Regions from separate parts of the Mus musculus genome. Here region 1 is linked to region 2. Evidence: chromatin contacts called from public Hi-C data. All regions are on one chromosome and are shown on one strand. The core of a region is the stretch at or near the end of the contact, and the rest is flanking DNA. Distances in the headings are between cores, read along the strand shown.

Region 1 (7,224 bases), core at 2,121-4,620, 3.0 Mb before region 2:
GTGGCTGGGCGGCCTGGTGCTGATCCTCATCTACGGAACTGACAACCAGTGACAGCAGCGACTGACACGTTGCCTTAAGCAACAAGATGGCCTTGAACTCCCAGCGTGAGGAATGTAACCAGGGCTTAAAAAACTGGCTTTTTTCTTTTCTTTTCTTTTCTTTTCTTTTTTTTTTTTTTTTTTTGAGTTCCTGCTGGGTGTCCCAGGCAGGCTTTGAAGTCACCATCTTTATCTTCCTGCTTCTTGCTTTGCTGCGACTCATGAGTAGACTCTCCCAGAGCCAGGGTCACAGGGAGTTCTGATTTAATTCCATGTTTTTTGTTGAGACAGGTCTCCTTACGTATCCCGTGCTGGCCTAGAACTCACAGAGCTCCTTCTGCCTCTGTTGGGCTTTACTGCTCCGGGATTAAATAGCTTTATGACACTTGTGAGTGGTCTTACCGTTTTCCCCTTTACCCACTCTGTGGCTAAGGAGCTGGAGGCAATGGCGGAGCCGCAGCCAAATGTTTTGAATCTGGCGTCCACAATCTTCCCCTTTTCATCCACCTGGATCTAGAAAGGAAACAGAAGCTAAGCGGCCACAGCTGGACCTGTCCTTGAGAGCTGGGACCTTCTGGAGGTCCACAGTGTGTGTTCCACATGAGCCCTGGCTAGTGTCCACTCCAGATGCTGTGACATTGGTCACCGTGATTTGTTTCACAGAGCTTGGTGACAGAGAGTGAAACTTGGGGTCCACACAGGTCCAGCTGGCACAAAGGTAGGGAAATGGTGCCCCTCACCCCACTTGGTTGTTTTCAGCCCTAGCCCGCTGTATGTGAACTCCTGTTTTGCAGAGATCTGTTTACAGCTGCTGCCCCTGTTAGCACCTCAGGCGCAGAGAGAGAGAGAGAGAGAGAGAGAGAGAGAGACAGAGAGACAGAGACAGAGAGACAGAAAGAGACAGAGAGAGATTACCTGCAACCATGGCTCCATCAGTACCTTTCTCTGGGGCACCAACTATAATTAGCGGCTCTTTCCTGCTTGCCATGAAGGAGGCTGAGCTAAAGCTATGGCTGACTGAAGCACAGCCTGCCACCTCCCTCTGCCCCGCTTCCTTTTCCTGGAGAGGTTTGGTTAACACAATATTCCTTTTCTCACTGAAAGCGCTAGCTCCTGGTGGCCTTCACTTGGTCAGAACAGTCACAGAGTCTTTCGATTGCTCGGTGAGAGCAGGATCTACACTGATCAGTGAGGTGGAAGATAAGGTCATCTGTTTCAGAACGAGACCCGAGTCTCTACCCTCATCATCCATGTCAGCCACTGATCCCTCCTCACAGGAATACACAGACAGGACAAAAATGCTTTGTGAGGTCTTGTTGGGGTGCAGGTAGTAATCCTTTCACCCAGTCAGTACCTGCAGTTTCATGACGTCACCACATGCCGGAGCCCCCACCAATCCGGTTCCAACATTTTTAGATGTCTTGTCAAGGGATCCCACGTTCCGAGGGTTTTCATAATGATCCACAACCTGAAATGGCAGATCAACAGAAATCGCTACGGTCTTTACTCTCTCTCTCAGATCAGCAATCTGTATGGGACAGAGGTGGGAGACCCATGTGTGACCCAAACTCTTTCTATCTCCTCCCCAACGACCTTTGTATCGAAGATACTGTCCAAGAAACCGGTGAAAACTCAGACACATCTTCCTTTCAGGGGGCTGTCAACCAGAAGTAATCCCCTGACTCACACACTGTACCAGATCTGGGCTCAAAGCACAACTTCTCTTTTTTACCAAACACAATACACAAAGAGAAGTATGCACTTACAAAAAATCCCGAGAATAAAAACAGCCCCAAATGGAAGAGTTCCCCAGAAGTTTCAAGGTCAGAGATGAGCTGGAGGTTGGGGAACGAACGAGTCATTGGTGGCTGTAAACATAAACACAGCGCTACCCTGTGGCAGGAGCGCCCCCTGGTGCCTTAAGGCTGCCAGCCCGTCAAGGTCCTGCAGCTATAATGTCAACAAAACAACCTTCCCTTTGGGGTAGAAGGCCTTGGGCAAGAGCACCCAAGCCAGAACAGAACAAGCAGCTGTTAAAGTCAGGGACACACTAAGATTTAATAACCGAGCTTTCTCCCGCTAGTTACCAGGAGGCACCCTCATCTGCAGATTGAGTCTAAGCCCTGAGCCCCCATAACGCATCATCTAATCAAGGACTTTGGGGGGGGGGGGAGGGAGTGTCTTGTACATCTGCGGTAGCCTTGTTTTTCGGAGTGAGTCTCCTGTCAAGAGGATTTTAACGTCCCTAAAAGCGTGGGGGCCCGCAAACTACTCTTCTTCTATACTTTCTGCTCCCTACCAATAAACACACAACTGAGAACCGAAGTTTTAATGTTGGGCTAGGTGCTTGGCTGAGCTCGAGGCCATCGGCTCCTAAAAGAGTAAATAAATCGCCATCAGTGGTTTCCCTTGGTTGGACCGAGCGCTCCACGTACGGGGACTTCAGAAGACTCCTGTCAGGTCTGAGAGAAAGGATGGGAGGGGACCAGTGACTTGATCAAGGCCATCTGGCCAGGGCAATGGCTTAGCTGGGGAGGACGCTGGTGCTGTCGAGTGTGCTCAAGCATGCGTGTGTGTGTGTGTGTGTGTGTGTGTGTGTGTGCGTGCTGCCCCTTGACCCCCGGCACGACATACCCGGACCCTCCCTTCTGGGCTGTCAGCCTTGGGACACTCGGAGTGACGGCCGCGGCGGGGCAGAGGCGGCCGCGGGGCTCCTCGGTGCTGGTGATCTGCGCAACGGCGGCAGGTCCCCTCGATGGTTCGCGCACCCCCTCGCCCGCCCATACCTTCTTGTGGTAGAGCCTGGCCGGAGCCGACAGCTCCCGGGCGGGCAGGCGCGGGCTCCGCAGCAGCAGCGCCGACGCCGCCCGCCTCAGACGGCCAGCTCCCGTGGCCGCCGCCATCCTGCCGGCTTGAGCTGCGTCGACCTCGGCGACGCCGGAGGGATGGCGCGCCCGTTCGACGTCACCGCAGCTCGGCGCTTGCGCTGGCGTCTCGGCCCGGCTACGCCCCCTCTGACCGCGCCCTCGGAAGGGGCGTGGCCAGGCGCAGAGCGGGAAGGTCCGAAGCGGCGTGCAAGGTTGTCTGGTGCTGCGATGGGCGTGGGGATGCTCGGTTTCAGGCGTGTTTATGATTCGATCATGCATACGTCCCTGGTAGACTTTTGTTCAGGCTGTGGAGTTCCTTTTCTTTCTTTCTCTCTCTCTTTCTTCCTTTTTTTTTTTTTTTTTTTTTTTTACTAATTCCGAGGTAGCCGTTTCACCCATGGAGCAAATGCATATTAAGTGTACTCTAGGTGTCACTAAAAAAAAAAAAAAAAAAAAAATCCTGGGAGCAAAACGGACGCGATTTCTGGCTCGTTAACCTTGTTGATGAAGGGGAAAGGCAGTGCAGAGGGAAACAGCAACGCTTTTCCGACCTCGAGAACGAGGGGTATAAGAGAAACGAACCCCATCCCTCGACACCTACGTTTGTTTTACCGCCATGCACATCATTCCGAATCAATACTTATTGTAATGTATTATCATTGACTATAAAAATCCACAAAAGCGACTCGTTTAACACAACTACGAGGTACTAGGTGTTACAAAGGGGAGGGAGCTTTATTCGAGAGATGAGACTTTTCCCATGAGATGGTGCATCCGATCGCGGAGGAACTGCAATCTTGTCCGCACTTGAGGGTCGGTTGCCGGGAAACAACCACGCACCGGAGCCGGCCGAGCCTTACAGAAGGTCTTTAGTCCAAAGCGACGACTTTGACCTTCCTAAGATGGCGCCTCGACCTTAACTACGGACATCACGCACGCACCACTTCAGCTGTGGCTGCCACTTCCGGCCCAAAGACCCGACAGCTGTCCACGGTTGTAGCCGGACGCAGGTTATGCTCGTGAGCCTTTTCTTCTGACGGTGGCGTCTGGAGGCGCTAAAGGATAGCATCAGCGGTGGATTCTCCACAGCTTCCTGCTCCCTGAGGCCGTCCGCGACGCTCCCGCTGGTGGCCGAGCGGAGTTTTGATCAGGCAGACGCCGCGGACAGCCCGATGCTCGCCGGGCTTCGGCGGGCGAGGGAAGACCCGAGAGTCGCGGGCTGCGCAAGATGGCGACGACGGCCGCATCTTCGGCGTCCGAGCCGGAGGTTGAGCCCCAGGCCGGGCCTGAGGCCGAGGGAGAAGAGGATGAGGCGAAGCCGGCCGGTGTGCAGCGGAAGGTGCTGTCCGGCGCTGTGGCCGCGGAGGCGGCGGAGGCCAAGGGCCCCGGATGGGACCTGCAGCGGGAAGGCGCGAGCGGGAGCGATGGGGATGAGGAGGACGCCATGGCTTCCTCCGCCGAGAGCTCCGCCGGGGAGGACGAGTGGGAGTACGACGAGGAGGAGGAGAAGAACCAGCTGGAGATCGAGCGGCTGGAGGAGCAGGTTGGCCGGCCTGGGTGGCGGCGGCGGGCTCCCTTCCTCCCTTCGGGTCCCCAGGCCCGGCCCGCCCCCTCGGTCCTCCGTGGTTATGGAGACCGCTGAGGTCGCCGGGACGCCGTGAGCCACCGTGAGTCCCCGCGTCCCCGGCTCAGTGCGCGCCCAGGGCGTCCCTAAAGTATTCCATTGAATAGTGTTTAATCCGGTTTCCCCGGGAAACTGAGGCTCGTTGAGGGGGCTCCTGCACAAGGTGCCACCGCACCTGAGAGTGTTTATCTTTTTAAGCTTTTACTCTCTCTTTTTTTTCTTCTTATTTTAAACTTGTGCTTGTATGCCTGCGTGGACACGGTTGTCTTTTAACCATGTGTGTTCCGGGGATTGAACTCTTGGTCATCAGGTGTGGCGGCGGAGCCATCTCTCCAGCCCCGGACTGTCACTCTTTTTTTTTTTTTTTTCCGAGACAGGGTTTCTCTGTGTAGCCCTGGAACTCACTTTGTAGACCAGGCTGGCCTCGAACTCAGAAATCCGCCTGCCTCTGCCGCCCAAGTGCTGGGATTAAAGGCGTGCGCCACCACGCCCGGCCGGACTGTCACTCTTAACCAAGTGGTTTAACTGTCTGACAGTCGGAGGGGAACTTATTTTCCTTTAAGGATAGTAATAGTGGTCAAAAGTGGTGTAGAACGAAAAAAACGAACGCGACTGTAATAGAAGTGCAGAGGTTGAGGCTTTTGGTCTGAAGGCCAGGGCCCAACTCACTCACTCTCTCTCTCTCTGTCTCTCTGTCTCTCTCTCCCTCTTTCTTTCTTTTTTGTGGGGGCGGGGTTTCAGGCAGGATCTCAGTATGTAGCTTTGACTGCCTTGGAACTCATTATGTATACCAGGCTGGCCTGGAGCTCACAGAGATATGCCTGCCTCTGTCGCCCCTACCAGGCCAGAGCTGCCATATCCAGCGCCCCCAACTCCCTTTTAATTTACGTGTATGAGTGTTTTCCCCGAATGGGTGTGTGAGCAGAGACCAGAAGAGAGCATCAGGTCTCCTCGAACTGCAATTGCAATTAGGGACTGTTGTCAGGGGTTCTGTGGTTGCTGGGAATTAAAAACTGGTTTCTTTAGAAGAGCAGCCAATGTTCCTAATCGCCAAGGCTGCATCCTTTTGGAATTCGGTAACAACTAATACTCATGTGTCCTCAGTGATTTTTTTTTTAAACAGCTTCCACTGTAGATTAGGAGCAATAATTTCTGTGAAATAATCATTATAGCCCATGACTCCTGCCTAATGAAGTTGCCATGGTAACTATGGCCCCAGTGCCTGGTCCCAGGTAGTAAAGCGGTCCCTGATCTGTTATTGGTGATAACTCCTTTATAATCCAGTATGCTAGCAGGGGTAGGTGATGAATTCAGATTAGAATGGTTTGAGCAAAGGTGCATGAATAGTCAGTCACTGTCTATAAAGTGTGGGAGCAGAACCAGGGGTGCTAGTCACAGCGGGACTGGAGACCTGATATGTTCCCCCCCCCCCATGCTTCTGCCAGTACCTCCTGTTGGGCAAACCCAGCTGTAAACCATTGCGCCAGGAAGACCAAGATCTGGTGCGCCCAGTTGTTCATAGCACAAGGTAAAGATGTGGAGGAGTGGGGCCCCAGAGAGATGAAACCTGTTCTCGTGGGGAAACAAGGCTCAGAAATGGTAGGATGGCTGATCCGAACTCCCATAAGTGGGACTCGATCTCTTCCAGTCACCTGTGGTCTAGATATTCCCCCGGAGGTGCAGTTCCTCAGCAGTGTGAGGAACACAGTCCAGTCAGCTAGCCTTGTCTGGATTTGTGGTGCTGAGAACTTTCTAGTTACAAAACGATAACCTAGCTTGCCCCACTTGCCACCATGTCTAATTAATTATTAGAGGTCTTTTGGAGCAGGTGGTTATCTCTCCTACTTTTTAGTGATAAATGCTTTGAATCTTATTTGGTGTCCATGGCAGGTGCACCTGTGCCATGGCAGAGGACAGTTTGTAGAAGTCGCTTCTCTCCTTCCTCACTGCGGTCTCAGGGGTCCAGGTTACGTTGGTGGGCTTGTTTGCAGGAGCAGAGCCATCTCTTCAGTTCCAAGAGGACTGACTTGGTAGCTCGGGATGACCTGGAATTCACTCTAGCCTAGGGGCTCAGACGTCTGCCCCAGCCCCAGCCCTAGCCTCTCACATGTACAGTTACAGGCTTTAGCTGCCATGCGTTGACTCAGCAGAAACTCTGGGATGCAGGGAGCAGACTGGCTCTCCTTGCTCTTAAAGGAGAAATGTCTTCAGGCTGTGGAACGGCGCACACTCCTTGCATTGGCAGTGTGTGTCATGTGCGCTCTCACATTGGCCCACACATAAGTCTGGCCCATTTTGGTGCATAATAGATGCTAAGTGAAGGCCTTTCCCTTCCTGGCTTCTGCAGTCTTGGCAGCTGTATCCTCTCTGCAGTGCCTTTCTTGTGCTGGGTGCATGGTGTGTGGTGTCCTTTCTGCTCTGTCCTGACCGCGTAGCTGTGGCCGAGCCTTCTCCTTAAAGCCTTATGTGTCATTAATGATGGCCTGAGCCTGGAATAGAGCGCAATGTACTCACTCCTCAGTTCAATTGCTTGGAAGTGCCTGTGTGTGTGCGCGCGTGTGCGTGTGTGTGCTTGGGCCGAAGTAATCCTTTCCTGAAGCCCGTCTCTCCTTCCACAGATCAGACTTAGGTCCTCATGCTCGTTCCATATGTGCTTGCCCATGGAGCCGCCTGGGCCGTCCTGTGGTGTAGGTC
Region 2 (6,749 bases), core at 2,584-5,083:
ACTTGGAGCGGCTGACACAGGTGCCAAGGTAGGAAGGACTTTGGTCTCGAGTGTTCACGGTGTGCATATGCGCACATATTAGCTGGGTAGGAGCTGAGTCGCAGAGAATCCCCAAAGCCATACAGTCCCTGGAGGGGTGGGCTACCTCCTGCTCCTACCCCACCCCTAGGCAAGGTTTACTCATGGGCTGGCATGGGGCTTCCAGCTGCTGAGCAGTGTATCTGGTTACCTCTAAAGGCATAGGCTGCTTGGGCCTGCTTGGTCAGCTTCAGTCTGTTCCTATTCCTCTAGTAGAGTACTTTTTTTTTTTTTCCCAAGATAGGTTTTCTCTGTGTAGCCCTGGCTGTCCTGGAACTCACTTTGTAGACCAGGCTGGCCTCGAACTCAGAAATCCTCCTGCCCCTGCCTCCCAAGTGCTGGGATTAAAGGAGTGTGCCCCACCAGTGCTTTTGCTCAGCAACAAGCACTTGGCACTGTACCCAGGATTCCTTCATTTTTCCCAAGGCCCACACATGGGAGTGCTTCCAGGTTAGGTCTCATGGTCCTTTTCCTGTTTGCCCTTTCCTACAGGTCCCCAGTTCCCTGGAGGGCAGTGAAGGGGATGGAGACACTGACTGAAACTGTAGATCCTGCCACTGCTGTGTGTGCTGAGGCTGGAATCTCTGCACCTGCCTGTCACTCAGGACGGGGGGGAGCCAAGAATTCGGGGGCTGGCTTGTGGATGTAGCCTGGCTTCATAACCTCAGGATATTAAATTCTCATCCCAGGAATCAGCTGCCGACTTTAGCCCATGCATCGTGTGTATACACCTTAGCATGAAAGGGCACTTTTTAAAAAAAGTGATTTTTTTTTTCCTATTAAATATGTTTTGCTTAGTGAATTATTCTTTGCCTATTTTCCTTTTCTGGCTGTGAGATGAGTGCAACACTGCTGTGTTCGGGATAGCTGAGGGGTAGGCACAGAAGGTCAGCACGGGGTGTGGTTGGCTGGGCAGGCAGTAGATGTAGCCACTAGCAGTCTGCTCCCGGCTGCTGCTGATACTCTCTTCCTTCCATCCGGACCTGTCCTTTGAGACCATCCCGGTTTTCTCTGAAGTGGCTACACTGGTGATTTCATGCTGCCTATTCTTGGGAGACCTCAAGGGGGACCGTGCGTCAGCAGCCCCCACCTTTATGCCCTAGTATTCTTCACCTCCTTCTGGGTCTCCTTTTTTTTTTTTTTTTTTTTTTTTGGTTTTTCGAGACAGGGTTTCTCTGTATGGCCCTGGCTGTCCTGGAACTTACTTTGTAGGCCAGGCTGGCCTCGAACTTAGAAATCCGCCTGCCTCTGCCTCCCGAGTGCTGGGATTAAAGGCGTGCGCCACCACGCCCGGCACTGGGTCTCCTTTCTTATGTGCTAACCATGTATCCCTCATCCCTGGACAGCCACGGCCACTTACTCAGCACTAGGTTTGGAATGCCCTTTCAGTCCACAGTGTACTCCTCCCAGACCTCTCTCGCCTTTTATGGGTGAAGGCATTCTCAGATCTCTAGCATAGTCAGTGTTATGGGGCCCTTAGACCTACACAGATGGCTTCATCCCATGACCTGCATTTTTGGTTTGTTCGGAATGGCGAGCAAGCAGTTTTAGAGGAGTAACAGCTCCGTGAGGCAGGGAGGGGTCATGTCCTCAAAATGGGTATTCCTTTTTTTTTTTTTTTTTTGCAGAGAAGTTGGGTTTGCTTTCCAGCAGCAATATAGTGGCTCCATACAATCTGTAACTCCAGTTCCAGATGATCCAACAGGCTGCATTCAGGCAGGCAAAACACTTATAGACAATTTATTTTGGCGGTTAGTGGGATGGCTTAGCAGTTACAAGTGCCTGCTGGTCTTACAGAGGGCCCAAGTTCAGTTCTCAACACCCGTGCTGTGCAGGTTATACCCACCTATAATTCTAGCTCTAGAGGACTCAGCCCTCTTTTCTGGCCTCTGAGGACACTCGTTCATGTATGCATATCCCACACTTAGACACACGTGCACACTCCTAATTAAACAAATAAAATCTTTTTTAAAAAAGTATGTGTGTGAGTGTGTGTACATGTAAGCTCCCTAATGTGGGTGCTAGGAACCTCATTTTTTTTTTTTGCAAAAGCAGCAGTGCTCAGAAACCCTTGTAAGTTTCTAAAAATTATAATGTGTGTGTGTGTTTGTGTGTATGTCATGTGTATGTGTGTGTGTCATGTGTATATGTGAATGCCTGTGGAAGCCAGAAGAGGTTGTCAGATCTGGAGCTAATTACAAATGGTTGTGAACCACCTGATGTGGGTTCCGAGAACTGAATTCAGGTCCTCTCATGGCTAAGCCAACTTTCCAGTTATCCTGGACTTTTTTTTTTTTTTTTAAAGATTTGTTTATTTCATGTATATGAGTACACTGTAGCTATCTTCAGACACACCAGAAGAGCATTGGGTCACATTACAGATGGTTGTGAGCCACCCTGTGGTTGCTGGGAATTAAACTCAGGACCTCTGGAGGAGCAGTCCGTGCTCTTAACTGCTGATCCATTTCACCAACCCCTATCTTGAGCTTTTAAAAAGATCCTTTATTTTAGAGTTTCATGCATGTATGTTTTGGTCATATCCACCTTCTCTTCATTTCCCCTTATTCCCTACAACTTCCACTGGCTCCTTCCTAACACATTTCCCTCCTGTTTTTTATTTTGAGATGGGGTCTCATGTATTCCAGGACAGCCTCAAACATGATGAATGGATGAAGCCAGCATGAACCCCAGATCTTGCTGCTTCAGCCTCAAGTTCTGGGATTATAGCAGTGGTTCTCAAACATTCTGATGCTGTGACTCTTTAATACAGCTCCTTATGTTGTGGTGACCCCCAACCATATTTCATTGGTACTTCATAACTGTAATTTTGCTACTGCTATAAGTTGTAATGGAAATAAATATCTGACATGCCGGATATCTTATATGTGACCCATAGGCTGAGATCCACTGAATTACAAGCTTGTGCCACGAAGCTCAGTTAATTTCTTCCTTTTTTTTATAGTGTTTTTAAAATTATAATCTTTTGTTGGGCAGTGGTGGTGCATGCCTTTATTTAATCCCAGCATTTGGGAGGCAGAGGCAGGTGGATTTCTGAGTTTGAGGCCAGCCTGGTCTGCAGAGTGAGTTCCAGGACAGCTAGGGCTGCACCGAGAAACCCTGTCTCAAAACAAAACAAAACAACAAAACAAAACAACAACAACAAAAAATATATATATAAAATCTTTTTCAAACTCGTACTACAATCTTACCTCCTCTTGGGTCGTGGTTTCTTTTGCATTTCTGTGATGTCTAATGATGCTGGATGTATTTTCAGACTTCTGCTCACTGCGCCTCAGGCGCCTTTTTGTTCATAGGGCTAGTCCCCTATTTCCCACGGAGGCGGAGCACACCCAGAGGATGCGATCAGGTCCGCTCGAGCTTTCCTAAACAGCCTCCCCCGCTGGAGCGAGTCGCCAGGTGGCGTAACTGAGTGAAACTCGGGGTCCGCCCCCAACTGACGAGGCCACGCCCCTTCCCGAGTCTACCGGAACTTCCCCGAGGCCTGAGGCTCCGCCTTGTACCCATGAGGCCACGCCCCAGCCCGCGTGCACCGCCTCAGCCCCCCCAGCCCTTCCCTGCGCGTGCGCCGACTCCCCTCGTCCTGTCCGAAGCGGTCCCGCCTCGTACGGATGAGGCCTTTCGGAGGCGGCCCTGAGGTGGCTCTCCGCTCTCCAAACTCCGCCCAACGCACCTCCTGCATACAGCTCCGCCCCTAACCGCCTGCTTAAGAAGCCGCTTCGGTCCTGCCTCCGCCGTCAGCAGCGCCTCAGCTTCAGGCGACCCCGCGCGGCTGCGAGCGGCCCTACAGGATAGGTACCGTTAGTCCCTCGCCGCGCGCCGTAGCACCGGCGCTGCTACTTCCTGTGCCCGTGGACCCGGATGTGCCGAGCGGCTGCGGCGCGCTCGAGCCTCCCGGCTGTCCTGACGCGGCGGAGCGCGGCTTTTGCTCGCGGTGCAAGCGAACGGGATAGCGTCAGCGGGTGAGAGGCGGGACGGTGGGTGGTAGGCGGCAACGGCGGCGTGCCGAGCGGTTGTGTTTAGCGGTGCTGCTGCTGCTGGCGTCGCGGCGGGCCCAGGCCGCGGCGGCGCTTTGTCGTGGGCGGGCGGGGCCGAGGGGCCGGGCGGCGCTGAGAGGGGACCGGTCGGTGGCTCGGCGCGTGGTCCGGCCTCAGCAAGGCCCTTCTCTGGTCAGCGCTCTCGAGTGCGCCGTTCTTTCTGGGCAGGCGCGCGGCCGTTTCCGAGCGCTCGGGAAGGCGGGGCTCTTAACGCCCGCGGCACCGTTGGTCCGCGGCGCGCGGGGCTTCCTTTCGCGACGTAGAGCCTTGAGCGGAGACAGAGCGGGAAGGACGCCGGGGATCTGGCAGAGCTCCCCGGGCCGGGGCTCGGAGGTGTACCATCAGCCGCCGAGCCGCTGTCTCCGCAGGTCTGTCCCTAGGTCCAGTATCCTGGAGCACCGCGACTTGGAATTGGGGGTTGCGCTCATCCCTGGCACTTGTCACTTGTGCTCTCGATTATACGTGTGGCAAAAACGGTCCTTGTTTTGTTTCGGTTTTGGTTTTGTTTCGCTTTTCCATTTTAAGTCAGGGTCTTACCCTGGAGCCTTGGCTGGCCTTTTAACTCGCCATTTAGACCAGGCTGGCCTTGAGCTCACGAAGATCCGCGATTCTTGTACCTGGGTGTGTGTGTGTGTGTGTGTGTGTGTGTGTGTGTGTGAGAGAGAGAGAGAGAGAAAATGAATGAATGAATATGAATTATACAATTTGGATGGCCACAAGGCAAACCACATGTTAACTTTAAATCTTCTTTTTACGTATTTAGGTTTTCTGAGACAAAAAGTCTCATGGAAGTCCGAATCAGCCTGGACTAGACTCATTAAGTAGTCCAAGCTGGTCTGTAATTCTTAGCAATCCAGATGCCTCCACCTTGATACTGGGTTTGCAGGTGTGAGACATCATGCCTGGCTGTTTTTATTTACTTGCCATTGAGAGGAATCTTTGTGTCCCAGGCTGGCCTCAGATCCTGGCCTCAGGTTATCTTCCTACCTCAGTCTCTTGCGTATCTGGGAGTGCTGGTTCCTGCTGCAGTGCCCAGCCCCCTCTAACCCCCTTAATTTATTTATATATTTTAAAAAACCCAAAAAAACAAAAAACACATGGTCTCACTGAGTAGTTCTGGCTGTCCTGAAACAGGCTGACCTCGAACTCAAAAGAGATCTACCTGCCTCTGCCACCTGAGTACTAAAGGATTGAAGGTCTACTCCACATCTTCCTCCCCACCAAATGTTTAAAATCTCAAGATAGCCTAATATCGAAAGTGTCATTATTTCCTTTTATTGTATTCTTCTAACTTTAAAAAAACGTTTGGCATTATCTAATGAAACTGTTTTAAGTTGTGTAGGTACCATGATCATCCAACAGTACAATAACTGCCTCATAATGTTGTTGATACTGTTGTCCCTGTGAGGCATTTACTGGTGTTTTGGCTTCTGTGTTGGGTTGCTCTTTGTGGCCCACTCAAGGTCATAACATAGCATTCCTCAGAATGGCTGTCTGTTGTTTTCTGGCCACCTTATTTACAACTACATAGTAACCTTTCCTTGGGTTAATCTTCCCCTCCAGTTAACTCTTTCAGCTCTCAGCTGCCTTGTATTCCTGGGTGGGAGGGAATTTTTTGTGTGCTCTCAGTCACCATTTCCTCCATTTTCTGTAGCATCTTTACTTAGCCTTTTGGTCATCGCCTCTCCAGTGATTAGGCGCCCCTGTTTCTGAAGGCTTTGTTCTGGCTGTCCATAAAATTAAAAAAAAAAATGTGTGTGTGTGTGTGTGTGTATGTGTATGTGTGTGTGTGATGTGTTTGTATATGTTTATATTCTGTGTGTGTATGTCTCTGTCTGCCTTGTGTGCCTGACGAGACAGGAGGGTGTCTGATCTTCTGGTGGTTATGAGCTACCCAGCATGGGTGTTGGGATTCAAACTCAGATCCTCTTGAAGAGCACATATGCTCTTGACTCCTGGGCTGTTTCTTCAACCCTGTTTTTTTTTTTTATTTTGTGTGTATAGGTGTTTTGCCTACATGTATATCTCTGTGCCACTTGGGTGCCTGATGCCCACAGAGGCCAGAAGAGGGAATCAGATACCCTGGAACTGGAGTTACAGAGGATTGTAAGTCACCATGTTGGTGGTGGGAATTAAACCCATGCCTTCTAGACGAGCAGGCAGTGCTCTTAACTGCTGAGCCATCTTTTTATTAGCCCCTGTCCATGAGTTTCTTGAGGCTGTTAGCAAACAAGTAGAAGCATTATCTTTTTTATTTGTATTTATTTATTTTTTTGGTTGGTGAGCCATAGGTGGCCTTGAACTATGTAGACCTATCCTCAACTTGAACCTGTGATCCTCTTGCCTCTGCCTTCTGAGTACTTCCATTATAGACAGGTATGTGCTGCCCTACTTGGCTGAACGCTTCATTTTTGATATGTTTAATTTTTGTTAATGTGTGTGGAACTGGGGATCAAATTCAAGTTCCTCCACATGCAAAGCAAGCACTTAACCACTGAGTTATCCATACCCCTTATTCTTAAACATTTGATGTTTTAACACCCTTAGTAAAGGGTGTTAGTTTTTGGTGTCTTTCAAATGAATTATTTGGGTATGGAAAGTGTTCTTGAACGTGGG

What was found. A called contact is a pair of places that touch in the nucleus more often than the background predicts.
Region 1: a Hi-C map of CD4 T cells shows a contact between it and region 2, with 7 times the contacts expected there. The contact joins the promoter of Sart3 here to the promoter of Ep400 in region 2.

The regions. Positions count from the first base shown.
Region 1 is chr5:113,768,546-113,775,769 of GRCm38.p6, reverse strand. Sart3 (squamous cell carcinoma antigen recognized by T cells 3) reads left to right here and starts at 3,370. Exons shown (of 19, transcript NM_016926.2): 1 at 3,370-4,449. The coding sequence starts at 4,135. It overlaps Iscu (iron-sulfur cluster assembly enzyme), which reads right to left and starts at 2,969. Exons shown (of 5, transcript NM_025526.5): 1 at 2,826-2,969; 2 at 1,394-1,507; 3 at 442-552. The coding sequence starts at 2,942.
Region 2 is chr5:110,767,801-110,774,549 of GRCm38.p6, reverse strand. Ep400 (E1A binding protein p400) reads left to right here and starts at 3,833. Exons shown (of 52, transcript NM_029337.2): 1 at 3,833-4,058. It overlaps Gm15559 (predicted gene 15559), which reads right to left and starts at 3,601. Exons shown (of 2, transcript NR_152254.1): 1 at 3,288-3,601. Pus1 (pseudouridine synthase 1) reads left to right here. Exons shown (of 6, transcript NM_019700.4): 5 at 1-28; 6 at 571-883. The coding sequence ends at 618.